2 separate regions of the Mus musculus genome follow, and region 2 is linked to region 1. Evidence: chromatin contacts called from public promoter capture Hi-C data. All regions are on one chromosome and are shown on one strand. The core of a region is the stretch at or near the end of the contact, and the rest is flanking DNA. Distances in the headings are between cores, read along the strand shown. Region 1 holds the start of Acss2 (acyl-CoA synthetase short-chain family member 2). Region 2 holds the start of Cpne1 (copine I).

The links. Promoter capture Hi-C pulls out the DNA fragments that hold promoters and counts their contacts.
Region 2: a promoter capture Hi-C map of hippocampal neurons shows a contact between it and region 1, with 3 times the contacts expected there. The contact joins the promoter of Cpne1 here to the promoter of Acss2 in region 1. A contact is called at or near these places in 4 of 39 promoter capture datasets (cranial neural crest, hippocampal neurons and liver).

What each region holds. Positions count from the first base shown.
Region 1 is chr2:155,513,647-155,520,357 of GRCm38.p6, forward strand. Acss2 (acyl-CoA synthetase short-chain family member 2) reads left to right here and starts at 4,397. Exons shown (of 18, transcript NM_019811.3): 1 at 4,397-4,638. The coding sequence starts at 4,461. It overlaps Ggt7 (gamma-glutamyltransferase 7), which reads right to left and starts at 1,200. Exons shown (of 15, transcript NM_144786.2): 1 at 983-1,200. The coding sequence starts at 1,151.
Region 2 is chr2:156,108,259-156,114,969 of GRCm38.p6, forward strand. Cpne1 (copine I) reads right to left here and starts at 3,707. Exons shown (of 16, transcript NM_170590.3): 1 at 3,528-3,707. Rbm12 (RNA binding motif protein 12) reads right to left here and starts at 3,707. Exons shown (of 3, transcript NM_029397.3): 1 at 3,528-3,707.

The DNA of each region.
Region 1 (6,711 bases), core at 3,147-5,646:
AGCATCCTCCGGTATAGACAGGGATATAGCTCAAGTGCAGGCACCACCAGGAGGAAGTCAGGGAGCAGAAGAATGCTCTGGTGCCAGGAAGTGACGTTGAAGGAAAGAGGGCAGAGGGATGCTGGATAAAGAATGGTGGGGAGCACAGAGCTGGACCACATGGGCAGGAGAGATAGCAATAGGGGAGGAATACCAACGGATCTCTTGGTCCCCAGCTCCCTCTCTCAAGCCCAGCTTCCTTCCCAAACTCCATCTCCTTCAGTTTCAGCAGAGGGTGGAGAACACAGATCTTGTTGCTGACCAGAAGCTCCTACCGACCTGACTAACATCCGGGCCAGATCCCCATCTCTGGAAGGGGTAGGGTAATCCACAGAACAGCAAAGGCACTGTAGTCCCCAAGGACTTTGAGAGGTCATGCCGTCCATCCCCTTGTCTCCCAATACCCAGAATCCCCAGACAGAGAGGAATCACATTTTCTTTACCCCTCTCTGGACATGAAGAGATAGATTCTCAGCTCTTCTCGGGACACTCTGCTTCCCATAATCCCTGGCTATGGTGAAGTTCTCCTGAAGATCTAGACTCCATCCCGCCTGCTGCAGTCTCCTACTTGGCTTTTCTATCCTGTCCTCTGTGGCTAGAGAAAAGCTTTTACTAGGTGACCACAGCTGTTCTTTAGGCTCTCCCCTCCAGCATCCCTTTTTTCTCAATAGGTTCTTCCTAAAAGGTAATCATAATCTCTCCTGCTGCAGTCCTTGCATCCCCTCCCGTGTCGCATCCTACGCCTCCAAGGCAAAAATACCCCCTTTCCCACCAGACAGTTAACAGGGCTGAGGAAGAAGGGGAGAGGTCCAGGATGCAGAGGATGAATGAAGGAGATGGGAGATTGGAAATGGATGCTCAGAACAGGAGGAGGAGGACCAGGACACCAGCCCCCACCCTCAACCCCCCAAGGCGGGGCAGGGATGGGGCCAGAGGGCCTCACCAGTATCCGGGTCTCCCAAGAAGGCGTCCTCGTCCTTACGGCCCCTCAGTGGGGCCGCAGGCGCTGGCTCGTCCTCCGGCAGCCTCGGGAAGCTGGTGATGCTCATATAGTCCACTGGTGAGTAGGCGCCTAGGGCGCTCTCCTGGCTAGCCTCGTTCTCAGCCGCCATCCTCGCCCTAACCCCCAGCAGCGCAGCGCCTGCCGGAAGTGGCAGTGAAGAGGGGGGTGCGAGGGCGGAGGGCGGGGTCTGAGCTCCTGGACAGCCGGGAGGGGGCGCCCCCACCGTCAGCAGTGTCCTAGTATGACTCGCCCCCGCCTGCTTAAAGTCTACTGATTGCAGCCTGCAGGCAGGTGCAGGAGGATGGGAGCCCAGAGGACAGTGGAAGGTTGCCAGGATGAAGACGCTACTCTGGGATCCTCAAACAATCCCTGGCCCTTCCTCCTTCCAGTCTGAATCCAGCCCAGATTCCATATGCTTCTAGAACCACAGACTGACTTTTGAGCGCAAATTTCTCTTTGATTTCAGATCCTCTTCGGACCACTCACTTCCTGGACTCCAAATTTCTCTGTGGTCGCCAAGATTCCCCTCTTCTGATCTCAAACTACTTTTCCGACCCCACTAAGACTACTTACTCTTCATACCCGCAGTGTTCTTTTTGACTTACGACTCTGACTTCATTTCATCCCAAGATTCCTTTTCAATCTCCAACCCCTACTTCATCCTGACTGCTTTTTCACCTGCAGGCCCCTCTTGAACCTCTCTTTTGATCTCACACTCCTTCCTGTGCCCTCCCTCCCCCAGATTGCTCACATTTCTCTTTTAAACCCCAACTCCTTCTGGAACTGCCCTGATGTATCAGCATAGGAGATTGGCCCTTCCTGAAAGCCCACCCCCAACTTTAAAATCTTTAGAAGCAAATCCTCAGATTCCACTCCAGGAAAAGCGATTCAGTAGGCCAGAGCATGGCCTTTGGAACCTTAATATTCTTTGGCATTTTAAAGAATGCTTGATGTGGTTCTGAAGTTAAAGTAAAAGAAGTAATAATGGTGTGGTAGAGCAGGGCGGTGGGATGGGAAGGATAGACGGCTAAGAACTTAGGAAGTAACTCCTTGGTAGAGTGCTTGTCTGTGTGAGGGTTTGACACACAGCATCAAAAGAAGAAAAAAGGAGAGGAGGAGGAGGAAGAGGAGGAGGAGGAGGAGGAGGAGGAGGAGGAGGAGGAGGAGGAGGAGGAGGAGGAGGAGGAGGAGGAGGAAAGAAACAAAGAAAGAAGAGGGGAAGGTAAGAAGGAGAATGTGTTTCTGTACTTGCCAAGCCCATCTCTGGAACCACTCTCCTAGCTCCAAGAATGATAGTTATAAGTCCAAACTTCTACTATTCAGTCCACAAGTAGGGAGATGGGATTGGTGAAGCTGTGGACACACAATATTCCTTTCTTTCCTGGTCCCTGGCTCCAGGCTCAGTGTGACTTGAACTGTTTTAGCATTTACCATGGATCATGGAGCTGCAGTGCTACTTATAGACAGCAGGGGGCAGCAGTAGATAGGGAACAGTTGCAGGAGAAAGGTTTAGGAAGAATGGAGGGTCAGAGCTGGGCAGTGGAATTGGGAATAAGGGATGGTGGTCTTCAGATCAATAGGCAAACTTATTTATGCCTTCTTCCCCATACAGAGGTTCTTATTGTTGGAGTCTATAGCGATCATTGTTTCTGTGACTCCTTCTATTCCAATGAGAGTTTTGTCGCCAATGAGATCTGTGTGGCCTGAGTGCTGTCCACTCCGTCAGTGTATGTAGAAGGCCCTCAGTGAGGACTGAACCCTCTCATCGGGGTTCAGATATCTTTAGTGAAGTCTTTATCTCCTAGAGGAAAGCCTGTTTCTTAGCCTGGTAATGCCATCTGCATCCTATAAGCAGGGCTTTTCCGAGGGGTCTGAGACCTCCAGAAAAAGCTCTGCCTTCTTAATATAGTTTGTGCAATTTCAATGAAGTGTGTATTTGTTCAGAGGGGTTGATGTCTCCTTGAGAAAGTATCTGTTCCCTCGCTGAGACCCTTGTCTATTCTACAAGGTCTGTATGTGCTTAGTGAGCCTTAAAACCTCCCCTCAGGATTGGGTTGGCTCTGGATCATATGTCTGAGCATGTGTTTTTCAGTTTAGGGTGGGCTAAGCATATGGTCAGTTGGACAAAGATCAGTGTAGCAGGTGAGTTGATGGGTCACAAGCCCTAAGTAGACATTAAATGGCAGGAGCTGGCTGCTTCAGACCTCAGATTCACTCTTGTAGCTAAATAATTAAAGATCCTTGTTTTGACAGTCTGAATTGTAAGATGAGGTAGTCCTTGGTGATAACTGTAGGAAGGAAGTGGAGGGTGTCCTGCTCGGCTTCCTTTTGGGTGAAGAGGATAGAGGGACGCCAGAGGGAAGTAAACTCAATTTGTGGCAGATAGGTGTGTACTTAGGTGAATTAAAGAATGTAATTTTTCCTCTTTATACTTGTATTATTTTATATTGCATAGACCTTGTATTTTAAGATCTGGCTTTCTGTTTATGTTAGTAAAAACAAACAATACAAGAACTCAGATCTGACCATAACTTGATCTTTATCTGCTCCCCGACTTTGTGACATTTCCCTTCCTTTTCTGAATTTACCTTTAGTGCTAAGAGAATTTGTGCGTTTGGAGCCAATATCTGAAGGATCCTCCTCGTCTTCACTTAAGAGTCTTGTACTTTACATCAGGATGGAGATTTATGGAGGCAAAAAGAATGACATGTCCTAAGAGGTGGGAGAGAATCAGAACGAGTTAGCAGGAAGGTTCATATTGGGGATCTGTGCCCTCAAGGTCGCGGAGGAATTTTTCCATGGGAACGGAATAGGGGTGCTGTTCGGTGGGAGACTGTGGAGTGTCACCCAGAAGGAACTGTACTGCACTTGGCTATCCAACTCTGGAGTGACAGGATCACGCAATCAGACCACGGTAATTGCACAACGGATGACACAATGCCTCTTATTAGCCAGCCTTTCATGTCTCAAGCTGCGCGGCGCCGTAACCCAACCCTTGTCACTCCAAGACCCTAACTTGGTCACTCCACAGCCTTGCCTCCTCTCGTGTCACATCCAGCCGGGCTACACCCCATCACTCCACGGGCCCGCCTCCTCGCCTGTCACCTCTGGCCCCGCCCCTCCACTGTCATTCCAAGGCCCCACCCCTCTCCTGTCATTCCCTGACCATTCCTTCTGCTTTCACTACGGCTCCACCCCTTCCGGCAAGACAGCTCCGCCCTTACCCCTTGTCTTCAGCGGTTTTTGCTGACCCCGCCCCTTCACGCACGGCCCTACCCACTATTGGATGCCTAGAGCACGGCCTCTAGCCTCAGGCTCCGCCCTCACCCGAGGCCCCGCCTCTAGGGTCGACCTGTTTTCCCCGCCCCGGCACCCGCAGCGACCGCAACGGCGGACAAGGTGTTCGGAACTTGATGCGATGGGGCTTCCCGAGGAGCGGCGCAAGAGCGGCAGTGGAAGCCGGGCTCGTGAGGAGACCGGCGCCGAGGGCCGGGTGCGGGGTTGGTCCCCGCCGCCGGAGGTCAGACGCTCGGCGCACGTCCCCTCTCTGCAGCGCTACCGCGAGCTGCACCGGCGTTCTGTGGAGGAGCCACGGGGTGAGGCTGGGCCCGAGCGACTCTTGGGGGCGCCAGTGAGCAGAGGAGCGGGAGTCCGAGGGAGATTTACCGAGCTCCGTTAGAAAGGGAGGAGATGGAGGGTCCCTGAGGGACATGGAAAAGGGATTCGAAAGAGATGGCGTTCTGTGAGAAGAAGGAGGCATCTGTGAGGCGAGACTTCCTAGAAGTTGGGGCACTCTCTGGCGACTTGGCAGTTTTGGGAGATGCGAGTTTTCACGAGGAGATGCGGGTTCCGTGAGAAGAAGCGGGGATCGGTGAGGAGAAAGTTCCCTGAGAGAGCCCTCGAGGTGAAAGGAAGGGCTCCAAGGAGCAAGGGTGAACCTTGAGGGAAGGAGAGCCCTGAAGAGAATCACCTTTGCCTCCAATTCAACCATGCCTCCCTCAGACCTTTAACGAATGCACCCATCTCGTTTTGCTCAGCGTCAGTGCAAGTCTGTTTCCCATCTAGGAGTCCTGCCTCTGTGTAAAATGACAGCAATCCCAATACACAACTGTACGAGTTGTCAGTATGCCGATGCTTTGGTTGTTTTGATGGTATAGTGAACAAAACAAGACGGAGTGAGGTTTACCACCAAGCCTGTTTGTTTTGTTTTGTTTTGTTTTGTTTTGTTTTGTTTTTTTGCTTAAAAAAACCAAAATTGGATCTAAATTCTAGTAACTCAGAGTCTGAGAGACAATTCTATGCCTTGACACGTTCTTAAGTGTCAGGACAGTTTAGGGTGCAAAACCACGATCTGGCCAGGCCTTTAATCCCGTGCACTGGGGAGGCAGAGGCAGGTCTTTGTAAGTTCAAGGCCAGCCTGCTCTACGTAGGTAGTTCCAGAACAGCCACGGCTCCATAGTGAGACTCTGGCCTACCACCACGTCCTGGCTGAGAGGGAGCATGATATTTGGTAGTAAGGTAAACACAAGCCACAAATCCTGCCCGAAAAATACATACATAGCTTTGCTTGCAGTCTTAGGCAGATTTAAAAACTTATATTGAATGTATTCATCTCTAAGATAGGAAAGCTAACACTAGATTCATAAATTAAAAAGTCCAAAGTGGGTAATAAAAGGGTCCATTATCGAATAGTTGATACCCAGCAGACATTAAATAAGTAATGATTTAAATGTTTAAGAACAATGTGGATGAGGCAGATACTGAACAATGCAAAACATTATCGAATCAATTGCGAAGTTGTTCATTGCTACAAGTAGTGTCCAACTTTGAGTCCTCGGGTGTCTTTTCCATTCTCTTTCTGTGTATTTTCTTCTATTGCGACTTACATCTATTTCCCTGGGGTAAGCTAGCACTACACAGTAATTCCTCTTCCATGTATATAGCCTCACACCGTGATTTTCACTTACATTTTGTTCCCAAGTTTCACAGGACTATAGACAATTTATTTGTATTTCACACACTTTTTTTTTAATTTCACACACTTTGATGATGTTATACTGAGCAAAACAAGTCTGTGAGTAAGGTTTACAAATCTGCTTTCTTCCCCAATTTATTCTTTTCTTTCTTGCCCTAATTTTCTGGTAGTGTCAATGGCATTATCCTAAACTATAAATTTCTTCTATCATCATCTTCTCATATCACTTTTACACCTTATGAATTATTATTGTTTACTAAGCAGTATTTCAGTTTGATTTGATGTAGGTACAACCCACATTTTACAGAGAAGGAAACTGAAGCTTAGAAAGACTGACGTACACAAGGTCCTAAAGCAAGGCTTTCATGGAGTTAGGATTTAAACCAACATCACCTTGACTGGAGAACCTATACTCTGAATATTATGCTATTCTCAGACTCCACAACTTGTGTTTCACCAAATTCTGTCAATACTACTTAAAAATCTCTCTCAGACTGACCCTTTCTTCCATTCACATAGATACCTTAATCAAGAAAGCAGAAAGCAGTCTCCTAATTTGTCCCCTCCTCCCTAGTCTTAACACCTTCAGTTGTTCCAGTAGACTTATCTAAAACCAGGAGGCTGATATTCTGGGAACACCGCTTTCATATGTCATTGTAAAAATCGTTCTGTGCATCTGTGTATGTGTGAAGGT
Region 2 (6,711 bases), core at 2,457-4,956, 590 kb after region 1:
GATTTCTGAGTTCGAGGCCAGCCTGGTTTATAGAGTGAGTTCCAGGACAGCCAGGGCTACAGAGAGAAACCCTGCCTCAAAAAAAAAAAAAAAAAAAAGTTTGAGGTTGGTCTGGACTACAACAGAGAGTGTCTTATAAACATTTTATCTACATATAAAATATAGGGACAGGCCAGGAGAAAGTTAGCCACAAGTCCACACAGTTCAGAAGCCCTAAGACAGCAAGCTGCGTTACTGCATTTTTCACTTCATTTCCTAACAGATGGTTCTTCAGCACAACAGAAAACAGGGAAAAATGGTAAGTACTTGCATATTAACAAGATAAATTTATTTTACTAGCCATTCCAATTATTTGAAACTTCAGAGTAAAATGTTCATCAACAAACCTTTTAGTTACAAAGAACAGGAACAAACTAAAACTCCAGTATTTCCACTCTCTCTGGCAATCAACACTGAGAAGGTAAATTTCATGTTGTGAAGTCACCAACCTTTACCTGACAACAATCAGGGCAAAGCAGAACCACACACTTAAGATCCAAAAGAAACAAAAATCCCAACAACCTCTTAAAGGTTCGCCTCAAAGATCAGCAACAAAGCCTCTATTTACAATGGGCACAATGTTATCAGCAGTGTAATCCCATCACCAAAGAAATCATGAAACCACAGCTTCATCCCTTTAAGTTTGCCCCCTCCCCCCATTATCAGATAAAACACACTTCAGATCCTGGAACCATCCTTATAAATACATTTTTCTGACACTGATAAAATGTAAAATGTTGAATGTTCATGTTAATTTCTCATCTAGTGCTCAGGCAGCAAATCAAGACATTTGTAAATAAGATGTTCCTCCTGCCAAAAAAATTTAATACTGTTATTAATGATACCAACAAAAATATCCTTTTTAGCCGGGCAGTGGTGGTGCAGGTCTTTAATCCCAGCACTTTCGAGGCAGAGGCAGGAGGATTTCTGAATTCAAGGCCAGCCTGGTCTACACAGAGAGTCCCAGGACTACACAGAGAAACCCTGTCTTGAAATAAATAAATTTTTATTCATTTATACTTCAAAATAAAAATATTACTTCTAGCTTAAGTAACCACATTTTCTTTCACTATGGCTTTTAGTCTTAAAAGCTAGCTTTAAACGTAAAACTCTGCAAACCAAAGGTACATAGGTGGTTGGCAGTAAAGCTGCTGGAACTACAAGTGAAATTACTTTTCTGTTTAGTCTGCCTACAACTTTTAGTGAGCACTCATTTTAATTAGTATTTATTACAACTATGTAGAGGAGAGGGCTGGAGAATCTGCCCAGTGGTTAAGATCACTGGCTGCTCTTCCAGAGGCTCCATGACTCCCTGCACCCACAGGGCAGGCAGCTCACAACCTTCTGTAACTCCAGATTCGACCCCCTCTCTTCTGGCCTCTGAGAACACCAGGCATGAAGACAGGCAAATACCTACTCACTCAAAAACTGTAGGCTAGGTTTTAGATTTTTAAGGTGGACTCTGCATTTTAGGGGGAGATTTAGAAATTAGTATAGAATGTAAAACTAATTACATTTTCAGAAAAAAAAATCATGTATTCTAACTAAGTATCAAAAGTCAACTGTTACTAGTGACTCCACCAACTTAAGAGTTCAATGTGAGTCTAAGTTACAAGATCCTATGGCCAGTGAGGAACAAACAAGCAAACCCCCAAGATCCAAACAGCACAGCAGCTCTCTGCAAACTCAAGTGGGACTTTCTGACTGGCAGTGGGGTCTAGCATCTGGCACACAGTATAAAACAGAAGTTTAATGATATAATAAGTTTTACACCTAAGAACTGTACCAACAACTCCCAAATGTTCAATATGCAACCAATCAAAACATTCAACATGCCACAAAATTGTAAAAGAAGCCTAAAGTATATAACTAGTAGCCTAGAGCAGTAACCACCACAGTGGTTTGATGGTCTCAGATCCGAACATAAAATTATACATTACAATCCACAGTGACCAACATTTAATCAAACACAAGGTGATATAAAAATATAACACGTTTTGATAAACTATCCAATACGCCTTGTGAAATCACCTAAACACAAACATTTCATTTCCTTCCAAAATTATATTCGAAGTTATGTGAACAGTTCTTCCACAATCACTTTCTACAAATCCAAAAGTCTCCATCTCATCAAAAGCAACAAGTTTCAAAAACAAGTACATCAGTTTTATTTACCTATTTTTTTTAAATAAAGATTTTTTTGTAGGATTTTTTTCCAACTGCAAACGCTCTTTAACATTTTAACAGTATACAATGGTTAACAAGGTCCCGGACAATTTTTGTTTCTAAGACTGAAGTTCACCAAAAATTACAGCTCAAACTATCCAAAAAGCCCTGAAAGAAATAGTCTCTCCCTTGAGTTGCCATCCATCCTAGTTTTTTCCCACCAAGTCATATAATAAGATTCGCATCAACTTAAATCTTAACGTACACAATAAAATGGTTTCTGCCAACTGCACACACTCAGTCATCTCGGAATCTAGGAGCCAAGAAGGCTTTAGGACCCAGAATACTTCTGCAACACAGCCTGTAATTCGCAACTTTATCTACCAGAATGAATGGATCTTTAGCACTTGAATAAACCACAGGGGACTCCTTAGAACTTCCAATAAAACACACACTTAGGTTACTAACTCGCTTACTAACACGGGCACTCCAACCTGCTACGTTAGTCCATACCCCAATACTAACCTGTAGATCTTTAAAATGCCTTTCCTTCTATTTTACGCGGCTGCAAAGTGGCGCCGCCAACCTTCAGACAGTAAGTAAGCTATCTAAGACACCCACCCTCCTTCCTCCAACTCCCAAAGGTGCTGCAGATAGCAGCCCCTCCCCTAGTTGGGAATCAAGGACCAGCCATCCTAGCTACAATTCTTCAAGCCTCTCCGACCTACAGGGCGGCTCCAATCACCTACACTTAGGAAGCCCCTCCTCAGCGCTAGACCTAGGAAGCTATACACTGCAATCCCTGCACCTCCAGGCCCTAAAAGCGACCGGTTCCCAGCCTCCCAGGACACCTTTCCTCCCCATAGGAATGTCCCTAGTGTAGTCCACTTTTGCAGGTCATAGGCCACTAGGACCTCTTCACTTCGGGGCAGAGGTGAGAGTTAAAACCTCGTTCCCGCTTAAAGCCAACGAAGCCTTCCCCACTAAGCGTGCAGGCGTTTTCATCGCAATCCCCCCCCCCCCGACCCGGTAGTTCGCAGGCCGCGAGGCCACCCGATGCTGGCCGCTTCCCCTCTCAGGACCACCGGGCATCCCCGCTAAGGCCCTGCTCCCACTTCGGCACGCAGACTCCACCTTTCGCATCCTCGGAGGCCCCGGAGCGTGAGCGGCGCCCCAGGACCCCCGCAGCCCCGCCGCGACCCTTTGTGTTGGGCGCTCGCGGCCGCGGGCTCCGAGGCCTGGGAAGGCCCCGCCCCGAGGCACCAAGGAGGCGGCTCGAGCCCCGCACAGCCCCGCCCGTTCCGGGGCTGCGGGAGTCTTACCGGGGAGAGCTTGCGCGGCACCAGAACCCAGACCCGAGTTACCCCCCGCGCGAGTGCCTCAGCCCTGCGGCCGACAGCCCCAGCCCGAACGGCTTTCCCGGAGCCCACTGCAGCCAACACCTCCACAGCCGCTTCACAAAATGGCCGCCCGCCCGCTCCGGCGCTCCGCGTTCCCGGAGTAGGCGGGGCGCCGCTGCCGACGTCACCTGATGGGAGACGCAGGCGCGCTGAGGATTTGGGGTGGGGGCAAAAGCTCGGAAGTTGCAGGTATTTGTGGTGAACCCGGTATTTTAGTAGCTGTTTGCAAAGTCAGACCTGAAGCTATTGTCCAAGGTTCCTTGCAGAGCTTTTAAAGTACAGGCTCCTTTGGCTCTTGGAGACCCCCGTGAAGGGAGAAAAACAATGCCTTCACTGCAGAACTGTCTTGAGGATTAAACGCACCAAGAAGCAAAAGCTTGAACCTTTTTTTGACTATTGAAAAAAAAAAAAATGGGAGGCAGAGGCAGGCGAATTCTGAGTTCGAGGCCAGCCTGGGCTACAGAGTGAGTTCCAGGACAGCCAGGACTATACAGAGAAACCCTGTCTCGAAAAACCAAAAAAGAAAGAAAGAAAGAAAGAAAGAAAGAAAGAAAGAAAGAAAGAAAGAAAGAAAGAAAGAAAGAAAGAAAGAAAGAAAGAAAGAAAGAAAGAAAGAAAGAAAGAAAGAAAGAAAGAAAGAAAGAAAGAAAGAAAGAAAGAGAAAGAAAGAGAGAGAAAGAAAAGAAAGAAAGAAAGAAAGAAAAAGGAAGGAAGGAAGGAAGAGAAAGAAAGAAAGAAAGAAAGAAAGAAAGAAAGAAAGAAAGAAAGAAAGAAAGAAAGAAAGAAAGAAAGAAAGAAAGAAAGAAAGAAAGAAAGAAAGAGAAAATAATCCTGCTTGGCAGTGGTGGCACAAGCCTCTAATCCCCGCACTTGGGAGGCAGAGGCAGGCAGATTTCTGAGTTTGAGACCAGCCAGCACTACACAGAGAAACCCTGTCTTAAACACACACAGAAAGAAAGAAAGAAAGAAAGAAAGAAAGAAAGAAAGAAAGAAAGAAAGAGAGAGAGAGAGAGAGAGAGAGAGAGAGAGAGAGAGAGAGAGAGAGAGAGAGAGAGAGAGAGAGAGAGAGAGAAAGGAAGAAAGGAAGGAAGGAAGGAAGGAAGGAAGGAAGGAAGGAAGGAAGGAAGAGAAAATATTCTTCTGCCATGGGGCTGGAGAGATGTCTCAAAGGTTAAAAGCTCATACTGCTCTTCCTGGCATCTTAAATTCTATGAGCTACATGGAGTGGCTCACAACCTCCTGTAACTCCAGCCTCAAATCTGACTCCCTCCTCTGGCCTCTGTAGGCAGCGACACTAATATGTACAAACTCTCACACAGAGACATTAATAAAAATAAATATAAAAAGAGTAAAATATCTTTCAATATTTCCTATAATCCCCAGTATTTGATTATACAGGGAGACCTAGGCTCTACCAGACTCTGCCCCTTGATTTTGTGTGTGTGTGTGTGCGAGAGAGAGAGAGAGAGAGAGAGAGAGAGAGAGAGAGAGAGAGAGAGAGAGAGAGAGAGAGAGCGCATGCGCGCGGGCAAATAAGAGGGATGGAGAGAGAGAGGAGAGAGACAGAGAGAAAGAGAGAAAGAAAGAGATTTTCTTGCCTCTATCTCCTGGAATTTTGGTGTGTACCTCCTTGTCTGGACCTAAGCTTTTCATAGTCACTGTGCCTTAAGATCAGGATCAAAAGCCTGTGACTTCCATTTCTGAATTGTTGTTCATTCCAGACTAAAAGTCCTAGAGAAGTCAATAACCCAGTAATAATGATGCCTAATATAATAGAACTATTCTGTGTTAAATGGCAAATGAATAAACAATAAGCTTAGCTGGGTAGGACCAAGCCCCAAGGTCACCACGCCCTTAATCTGCTTGAACAAGGGATTCAGCTCCATTTCCCTACCTGAACCGGATATTTTATATTTTTTCCTTTCTAAGCTTGCTACGCTTGTTCAAAATGCTCTTCATGAGACTTTCCCAGAGAACAAAGTCTCTAAAAAAGTTGGGCTTTTTTGAGATTTCCTTTGTCAATGTAATTAATATAAATCCCTTTACCTTAGCCTCAGCCAGACTCCTCATACAAGGGCAAAAAGTGACATATTCTTCTCCAAAATATCACAAGAGCAGTCTCTAGGCCACATACTGAAATTCTTCTTCACTGAAACCTCTTGGGCCATATCTACACAGTTGAAATCACCCTCAGCACCTATGTCTTCCATATTCTTCCTAGGATAGCCCTTTAAGCCCCACTTAAACCATTCCACTGTTTCCCAAATCCAAATCCCCAAAATCTACCTTCCTCCCAACAAAAACATGGTCAGGCCTATCACAGCAATACCCCACACCTAATACCAACTTCTGCCTTAATTAGGGATTTACTGCTGTGAACAGAAACTATGACTGAGGCAACTCTTATAAGGCCAACATTTTTTTTTAAGATTTATTTATTTATTTATTATATGTAAGTCTTAATAGCGTTCGCGCGCCCGACGAGGAAGAACACAACAGACCAGAATCTTCTGCGGCAAAACTTTATTGCTTACATCTTCAGGAGCTAGGAGCGCAAACCCCCAGCCCCAAAAGCGAAAGCCCCTTCAATAATCTTTAGGAGCCAGAGCTCCGGCGCGCTAAAGCGCAGAGCGCGCTCTATTGTTTACATCTTTAGGCAGCGAGAGAGCGCAGGGCGCGCAGAGCCAGAGAGATGCCAGCGAGAGAGAATGGCGGAAACCCGTCTCCTTTTTAGGAGAGTTATATTTCGCCTAGGACGCATCACTGCCTGATTGGCTGCAGCCCATGGCCGAGCTGACGTTCACGGGAAAAGCAGAGTACAAGTAGTCGTAAAATACCCTTGGCACATGCGCAGATTATTTGTTTACCACTTAGAACACAGGATGTCAGCGCCATCTTGTGACGGCGAATGTGGGGGCGGCTCCCAACATCTCCCCCTTTCCTTTTAATAAGAGCAAATAGGCCACCCAACTAATGAGAGTGGAGATAGAGGTCAAATCCCCAGTGTGTAGGTAAAGGAGCCATGTACAGGATTAGCTCTTAGGCTCACAGGCTTTTACCCAGAGCAACCCTGACCTGCTCCCGTGTCGTTTTGCCTGGAGAGAAG